Linked DNA regions of Sus scrofa: regions 2 and 3 are each linked to region 1. A link is a contact called in public Hi-C and HiChIP or PLAC-seq data. All regions are on one chromosome and are shown on one strand. Each heading gives the region's core, a stretch centred on a gene start, on an enhancer-like site or on the middle of the called end of the contact. The rest is flanking DNA. Distances are from core to core; before and after follow the strand shown.

Evidence for each region. Hi-C and Micro-C count contacts between places; a contact is called where the count stands out from the background. HiChIP or PLAC-seq counts read pairs in DNA pulled down with a chosen protein or histone mark.
Region 2: an H3K27ac HiChIP or PLAC-seq map of alveolar macrophages shows a contact between it and region 1. The contact joins the promoter of DARS here to the promoter of CXCR4 in region 1. A contact is called at or near these places in 1 of 5 promoter capture datasets (liver), 3 of 47 Hi-C or Micro-C datasets (liver and skeletal muscle) and 1 of 2 datasets of contacts at active chromatin or transcription factors (alveolar macrophages).
Region 3: a Hi-C map of retroperitoneal adipose tissue shows a contact between it and region 1, with 1.6 times the contacts expected there. The contact joins the enhancer-like site here to the promoter of CXCR4 in region 1. A contact is called at or near these places in 3 of 5 promoter capture datasets (fetal liver, liver and skeletal muscle), 15 of 47 Hi-C or Micro-C datasets (alveolar macrophages, blood, brain and 10 more) and 2 of 2 datasets of contacts at active chromatin or transcription factors (alveolar macrophages and skeletal muscle).

What each region holds. Positions count from the first base shown.
Region 1 is chr15:15,662,283-15,664,982 of Sscrofa11.1, forward strand. CXCR4 (C-X-C motif chemokine receptor 4) reads left to right here and starts at 1,370. Exons shown (of 2, transcript NM_213773.1): 1 at 1,370-1,384. The coding sequence starts at 1,370.
Region 2 is chr15:15,809,204-15,811,955 of Sscrofa11.1, forward strand. DARS (aspartate--tRNA ligase, cytoplasmic) reads left to right here and starts at 1,294. Exons shown (of 16, transcript XM_003133266.5): 1 at 1,294-1,539. The coding sequence starts at 1,474.
Region 3 is chr15:15,429,925-15,432,624 of Sscrofa11.1, forward strand. The region is part of intron 7 of THSD7B (thrombospondin type-1 domain-containing protein 7B); the gene reads right to left. Among named protein-coding and RNA genes, the nearest start is that of THSD7B, 180 kb to the right of the region's middle. Within about 2 kb of position 1,332, at least 11 of the 83 cell types and tissues checked have an H3K27ac peak or open chromatin away from gene starts, as enhancers often do. A contact at or near this core is called in alveolar macrophages and retroperitoneal adipose tissue, where this site is marked.

The sequences.
Region 1 (2,700 bases), core at 120-2,619:
CGGTCCCCGGCCCCACCCAGGCTCCGCGCCGGCGGGAAGTGGTGCGAGACTGGAAAGCACTGTCTGGGCTCTCACTGCAAACCCCAGGCGGTCTGAGACATCTTTAAGCGTCCAGCTTACACCCCTAGTCCCCCTCGCCCAGTTCTTCAACTTAATTTCTTACCGGTGCCAACTATTATCTCCCTCATTGGGTCGGACGGCAGATGTGGGGTCCGGTAGATATGGATTCAGGTCGGGTATGGAATTCCCGGCCAACCCTGGCATTTCATCTCTGCAGATCTGCTCCCTGTTTCCTTCGCATGGGGGCCTTGTCCTCGGCTTCACCGTTGCATCCCCACTGCCTAGAATAGTGTGAGGCATGCAGTCAGCCCTCACTAAATATCTCTTGACTGAGTGCATGTTGGTAATGATAATACCCACAGGGTGTTGTGAGAATGAATGAGTGATTCTGTGCAAGCGCCTTGTGATTTGTTACAAGAGTATTATTCGCTATTTCCCTTGTAACAAAGCGTATATTCTTCTTCCTTTTTTTCTTTTTTTTTTTTTTAAGAAGGTACTATTCACGAATTGATTACCCGGGAATACACTTCTACTTCTCTATCACAGTCCTCCTCCAGAACAATACCAAATCATCCTACCTTCTAAAAGTGTTGTCTACACCTGACCCTGATACTATTACTGTAGCTGTGCATATCTAGTTATATAGAGTTGTGCTCTAAAGAAAAAAATCATTACTTATTTTATTTCCTGAATGGATTGCATCTGCTGAAAGAGCTGGGAATGGAGTCAGATATTGGATCCAGTGCCAGTATTGCCGCCTACTGGTTGGGTGACTCTGGCAAGTCACTTCCCGCCTCTGTGCCTCAGTGTCTCCACCTGTAGCCTTCCGAGGACTAGAATACCATCTTCGTGAGCAAGGATGGACGCGCCACACAAGGACGCGTCTGTCGCCCGCGCTTTCGACCTCCCTCCAGGCGCATCCTGCTTTTACAAGTTGGGGCACGCTTCTCGGATGCCCGCCCCAGCCGGAGATTCACGAGGTGATGTTGAGCCAGAGCTTACAGCAGCCGCTGCGGGGCCTCCCAGGATTATCCCACCCGGGCCGCCTAGGTGCATACCCCCTTGCCCCTCCCTCGCACCCTCCTCCCCCCTGCCCCTGGTGTACCGTTCTCCGGCTCCACCCCGCCTTTCTCCCCGCCCCGCCCTCCCGCCCACCGCTCAGCGCATGCGCCGCCCACAAAGCGTGTTTTTATAAAAGTCCAGCTTTGGCCAGAAACTTCAGTCTGTTGGCTGCGGCAGCAGGTAGCAAAGTGACCCTGAGGACTTGAGTGCTCCGGTAGCCCCCGCGGCTGGAGAGTGAGCAGTTACCATGGACGGGTTCCGTGTAAGTCCAGTTTCAACCTGCTTTTTCTTAAACATACAAACACTTGAACTTAGAGTGCAACCCCTCTCCAAACGGGCAGAAGCGACCCGAGTATTGGAGGTGCCCGTGCCCGGGAGGAGGGTCATGGAAAGGAGTTTTACTGCGCCTGGCTATGGGAGGGGGTGGGGTGGGTATTGGAATCTTTTTCTCTTGGATTAGAGGAGAAAAGATTGGAACGACCGTTTGGGTGGTTGCATGTATCTCCCGCTTGAGTTCCACGGCGCGCGCCGGGCTTGCACACTGTTTGCAAACATAAGAACATTTTGTGCACAAGTGCAGAGAAGACACTCGCGCTGCCCGGGGACTCAGACCATGGGTCCCTTCCTCAGGAGAGCGGGGATTTCTTTGGAGCCAATTACATTATCTGAATTTGAAGGTGGAGGGCGGCGCGTCCGGGCTGAGTTCCCAGAGGGAGCCGGCGCCCCTGGTTATCTTAAGGCAAAGGCTCCTGGGGACCCCTCTTGGCGTTGGGCGCGTGTTCGCTAAATTCTGCTGTCGGCGGAGCTGTGCCAGTGCCCAAGCACTGAGTAGAAGGCGGGAAAGGCGAAAGGACGCCGCAGCAGGGTGGCCCGGAGCAGCGCGTGCGCCTTGGGATTGAGGGCGTCGCAAGCACAGTGGGCCCCGGGGTTCTGGAGTTTGGGGTTGTGCAGAAGTTGAGGTAGTTTATAGTCGAGGCAGCGGTCACAGTGCAGCAGCGCCCCTAGGAGTGCGGGGCGGGGGCTGGGAGGGCACCTGCGCTGCCGGTAGTTGTGGCGTAGACAAGGCAGGTGCAAGTGGGAAGACCGTTTGGCTCTCACAGAGATGAGCTGCACCAATTAACCGTCGGTGGTTTCCTGGAGCCCTTTGAAAAGCGAGACTTTTCGTTTCCCCCAGCGGCGCGCGATTCAAAGGCTCCCGCGGCGGAGCCGCCCAATCTCTCGGCGGCACCCGGCGTGCTGCAGGCCAAACCGCTGGAGCCGCAGACCGCCAGCGGTGGGCATCGTGGAGGTCCGGAGCTGGACCATCTGGTCTCCAGCGCGTCCTCCGCCTGGAGGCTTCCAGCTGCAGACTTCCCACTCCATTAACTGGATCATTGACAGGGTGGGAAGAGCCCCGGGAGGGTGAGGAAATGAAACTTGGGGCGAGGACCACGGGTGCAGACCCCGTGACTTTCTCCTCCCATTAAAATGCTGTGCTCCCTAACGTCCCAAACGCGCCAAGCGATAAACAAGGGTTTGGCGGAGAGACCCACGCCCCTGAGTAGCGCCGGCCGTAGTGGGGGTTACCCACTTCTGACA
Region 2 (2,752 bases), core at 44-2,543, 150 kb after region 1:
GAGCCATGATCTTTCTCTTCCTAACCCGCTCTGCCTTGAATATTCTTTAGGCCCCATTTCACCTGGCTGACTCTTCTAGAATTTAGCTGAAGTATCACTTCCTCAGCGAAGTCTGAGGTAAATGCCCTCAAAAAAACTTGCATAGTACTTGGTACCTCTACTTCATACCTGCAATGAGAAGGTAAGCTGAGGGCAGGGACTATGTGTCTCCTCACTATTGTACCCCGGGATCTGAACGTGGTAGCCTCTAGAGCCCTTTCATTTGCATTGGGGTCTATCTGCACTCCTGAACAAGTAAAACTCTGCCACTTTGTCACAGGCTAAGACTAGTAAGGTAGTTAAAACTTGACGGAGTGCAAAGACGGCTAGCAGAGGAGACGGCATTTAACTACGCCCCCAAATTACTTTCAATTGCAATAAGCGGCTTATGAATGACAATTAAAAAAAAAAGCCGAACTATATAGAGATTCATTCATTGGACAAGCAACACTATGCATTGCCTCTAACGATGCAACAGGTCCAGGCAATCAGGCAGTTATGTAGGATTTTTGCCATTGTGCTTAAGCTTCACTTTTTTTTTTTTTTTTTTTTTGTCTTTTTGCCATTTCTTGGGCCGCTCCCACCGCACATGGAGGTTCCCAGGTTAGGGGTCAAATTGGAGCTGCAGCCACCGGCCTACGCCAGAGCCACAGCAACGCAGGATCCGAGCCGCGTCTGTGACCTACACCACAGCTCACGGCAATGCCGGATCCTTAACCCAATGAGCAAGGACAGGGATCGAACCTGCAACCTCATGGTTCCTAGTCAGATTCGTTAACCACTGGGCCACGATGGGAACTCCAGTTTCACTTTTAACTTGGGTACCAGTACCCAATCCTACCTTAGCAAGCCAACTGCCTATAACCCAGTACACAGAGCAGCTTTTTGAGAAGAGGTCTCCCATGAGTCCAGGCACCTATACTCCCGCTGGACAGTGTTGGAGGCGGATAAGTCCATGAGAGGAAAAGTCGTATCTCGAGTTGGGTGGATGTTTTGGTGAACAGTCTGCAGTTAAAGCCAAGAAGAGTAAGTAGGGCAGAAAAGACGACACAGTAAAGGCTGTAGTTGGGATAGGCCTGAAAAGCGAAAAGACTCAAGTTTGTGCCAACTAAGGCTTTGAGACTCCTCTACTCAAGAATCATTCCCGCGAGACTATAACGAATTCCCGGGGATTCCCAACACCCATAAGGGCGGGGCAAGAAGACGACACTGGAGCGCGCTATCAGCCTCCCAGCGCTCCAAGATCTCGAGAGAGTTGCAGTTCTCGCGATCTTTCCGCAGCCGACCCTCCACGCGGAGTACGAACGTGTGTGCTGTGACTGGAGTGCAGGGAGGGCGGAGACTGCGGGAGGGAGAAGCCCCTTTGGCCTGCCCTACGGAAGCCTGCGAGGGAGGGTGGTGATCGCTTCCCTGTCCAGTTGTCCATTTGTCCAGATGCCCAGCGCCAGCGCCAGCCGCAAGAGTCAGGAGAAGCCGCGGGACATCATGGACGCGGCGGAAGTGGGTTTTCTTTCCCGGGCCTGGGAGCGCAGGACCCCCCCCCCGCCCCGGGCGGGACCGCGCGGAGGGAGGGAGTAGGGATAGCGGGGCTTTGACTTCTGGATCCCTATCGGCACTTTGACTACAGGCCGCATGCCTGAGGTTCGCGCTCTTAGAACGCTCACCGGGCCTCCAAGGTCCTTGTCTGAGCAACGTGGCCAGAGGCACTACGGATCGCATTTCTCACTGCGGCGCCTAGGAGGCCTGGCCTAGGAGAAGCGTGTCGCTGGGCTGGGGTGGACTTAAAGTACCAAGTGCCCCGGAAGTAGGAGCGGCGAGGTCACTTAAACCTCCCTGGGTTAGGCACGTCCTTCACGTAATCCGTCTCTTTCCCCGGAAAATTTTAATGTCCACTGATAATCGATTTTCGCACAGCTCGTGTGTTCCTAATGTGTTTCAAGTTATGACAGTACTTAGTAAAACGATCTGCCAAAATGTTTAATGGCCGTTTTCCATGCGACAGCCTTAGAGAACACTTGTCATTTTTAAAATTTCCTTTTTTTCTCTTAAGTAACCCATGAAATAGGTAGGGAAGTTTGCAGAGAATGCATTTGAGATGAAGTGCCCCCAAAATCATCTGTGGTCCTTCAGTGCTATCTGGAAATGAAAGTTTTGAAACCTACAAGTTAATGCGTGCTGTTGGTAAAACCGAGATCCCTATCTGGCTCCTAATTTTTCTGTTGAGGAAATATGAATTTATCGTAAACTACCTAAGGAATAGGTTATCTTAAGACTGTTAGATGGAATAAGGTTTGCTGAAGTATGAACGGTATTAATAAGTGACCTCTTATTTTCTTTTCACATGCTGTAACTTATTTATGCTGCGGTCTTGCTACATTGTATGACTATCTTTTTATTAGGACTGAATATCTTTAAGGTGTATTTTTTGTTATTTGCCAAAAACAAACAAAAAAACTTTAGTAAGCACCTTAATACATTGTTTGGTTTGTTTTAGTATAAACACAAAATCTTACATCCTTCAGGTCTAATGAAGATGAGAATTCCAGCAGACAGCTATAGTGGCAGAAACTGTTTCATCCACATCTTAAGTTACCTTCTAAAATTTAAGGAATCTACTTTTGTGTATTCTGGACCTGATTGTCTATATAAACTAGCAGTGCACTTTTGCAGATAGTGTAAGTCTAGTTATGAGGTAGCCATTGTGACAGAGTTA
Region 3 (2,700 bases), core at 82-2,581, 230 kb before region 1:
ACCTAGGCTGAGCTACTGTGCAACAATCTGGACTGTAAACATGGCATATCCCACCTCTCCACCCTCACCCCCAGTGATACCACCCTGGAGACACACCTGAACCCCACAGAGCAGTGTTTCTCAATCTATAATGCGCCTATACATCACTGGGGATCTTATTTTAAAATAGATTCTGGTTCAGTAGGTCTGGGATGGGACCTGAGATTCTGCATTTCTAACCAACACCCAGGTGACGCCCAATGTGCTGGTCTGGGAATCACAATTTTGAGTAGCAGGGTCATAGGTAATTATTTTCTCGGCTACGGCTGCCAGCCTACGCCACATCCATGGCAACACTGGATCCAAGCCACATCTGCCATCTACACCACTGCTTCTGGCAACACCAGATCCTTAATCCACTGAATGAGGCCAGGGATCAAGCCTGCACCCTCATGGACACTATATCAGGTTCTTAACCTACTGAGCCACAATGGGAATTCCCAATCCAAGGTGATTCTGATGAAGATGGTTTATAAGCCACACTTGAAGAACACCATTCTCATTGCTATAGACCTTTCCACTGTGTTCAATACCAGGGCTCTTGTCCCAGCTTATCAATATTCCAAGGAAGAGGCTGGTTGAACCAAGATTGCACTCATTAAGATCTTTATCCCATCAAGCCACTCTCCTTAGCACCACTGCATGAAAAGCAGAATTGGCATCACCTGGAAACTTGTCAGAAAAGCAAATATTCAGGCTCCACCCAGAGCTACTGAATTAGGAACAAACAAACCCCACCAGTGATTTGGGCACTTGTTAGAGTTTGAGTGAGAGCCACTGTCTTCTAGGACTACCGAAGATGTCTAAATGTGTGTGTGCACGTGTGCGCACTTGCTCACATACACACACACACACACACACACACACGCATGCATGCACACACCCTGTGTATGCACCATCCAGCCCCTGACCTGCCCCTGGCCTGCCTCCCATGTCTTCAACATGTCTCTTTTTTAAGGTTTTTTTTTTCCTTCTAGTATGTCTTAAAGCCTTCCTGATTGCAATTCTTTCTACCTGGTGAGGTAAAGAGGCACTTATTTTGCACTTTTCTTAGTAAGAAAAGCTGCCTCCACTTTCCCAGTGGGCAGAGCACATAACCTCCAGTAGATTCCCTTCAGTCCTCCCTTGAATGCTAGAGGGGTCCTCCTTGTTCCATAACTTAAGGGAGGAGGCATGCATTGCCTTCAAAGGGGCTTTTGTGGAGCTGGTTTCAACTTCCTCCCCATGTGGGCCCTGGGAACACACTGTTCTGGGCAGAAGAGCAGGGCCAGGGTGCCTCGGGTAAGAGAGAGAAGCTGAGCACCACCCGCTTCCTCTTCTTCTGAGTCGACATTTTTAGAAGTTCTCCTACATTCTGCACTGGGGTGAAGTCAGCCCGCAGGAAAGGGAACCAGGCAGAGGGAAACCGATGCTGTGTGGGGTGGGAGCCTGAACTGGTGACCAGGCCTCAACACACGCACAGGCCTAAAGGGTCACAGGAAAAGATGGCTTTGGCTCAAGCCAGTCGCATGGACACAGAAGCCATGCTTTGGGATGGAGGGCCGAGCACAGCCATGTCTTGCTTCATCACATTGGTCAATGCATCTCCTTCACAGCAATTTCCCCAGCACCTGTGTTGGTACAAAGTAGGGATGGATGCAGTAATTATTCCTATAGACAGGCTGCCTGCAAACTGAGGCAGAGCACCCGGTCAGCCTCTTCATTCAACTGACCAAGAAAGTGAAGCACCCCCTCCACAATAGGGGCAGAACCAACCCAGAACCTGGAACCTCAGACCCCCAGGGCCTTCACCTACCCATCCCCTCTATGCCTCACACCCCAGCTAAACTCCCAATGGCCAGAACTTTTTACTTTTCTATTAGATTCAAGAGATATCAGAGTTCCCGTCATGGCTCAGTGGTTAATGAATCTGACTAGGAACCATGAGGTTGATGGTTCGATCCCTCACCTCACTCAGTGGGTTAAGGATCTGGCACTGCCGTAAGCTGTAGAGTAGGTTGCAGACATGGCTTGGATCCCAAGTTGCTGTGGCTGGTGGCTACATCTCCAATTGAACCCCTAGCCTGGGAACCTCCATATGCTGCGGGTGTGGTCCTAGAAAAGGAAAAAAAACGAAAAAAAAAAAAAAAAAAGATACCTGGGGAAATAGTTCAAGACCCTAAATGTTTTGAAATTAATATTTTGGGGTAGAAGAAGAGGGCCTCTGAAATAAGTCAGTCATTTCAATCCAAAGCTACTTTTAATCACCTTGGGCCTTTGTAATGTTGCTGACAGAATGGCCCTGGTATGGGGCTGGAGATGGCAGACCTCATCTACGATCCCGTTTTTTGAACTATATTCAAGCATGAAGAGCTAGCAAAACTGGACCTTGTGATTGGGCCTGATTTCCTAGAAGCACCCCCTAATTAGTGAGTAGGGGAGGGGCTTAGTGACAACCCTCATGACTAGGTTTTGTTTTTTGTGTTATACACCAGAAAAAAGACTCGCTATTTCATACAAGGTCAAATATTTATAAGAAGAAAAATAGAAAACCTCTCTTAATGAAAAAAAATAGAGAAAACCCCTTGAATAAGTATAAATATTAACTAGACACTATACAGGGACCTAGAGATAAAATTATTTTCTAAAATGACCAGAATGCATTATTTACTATACATGTCA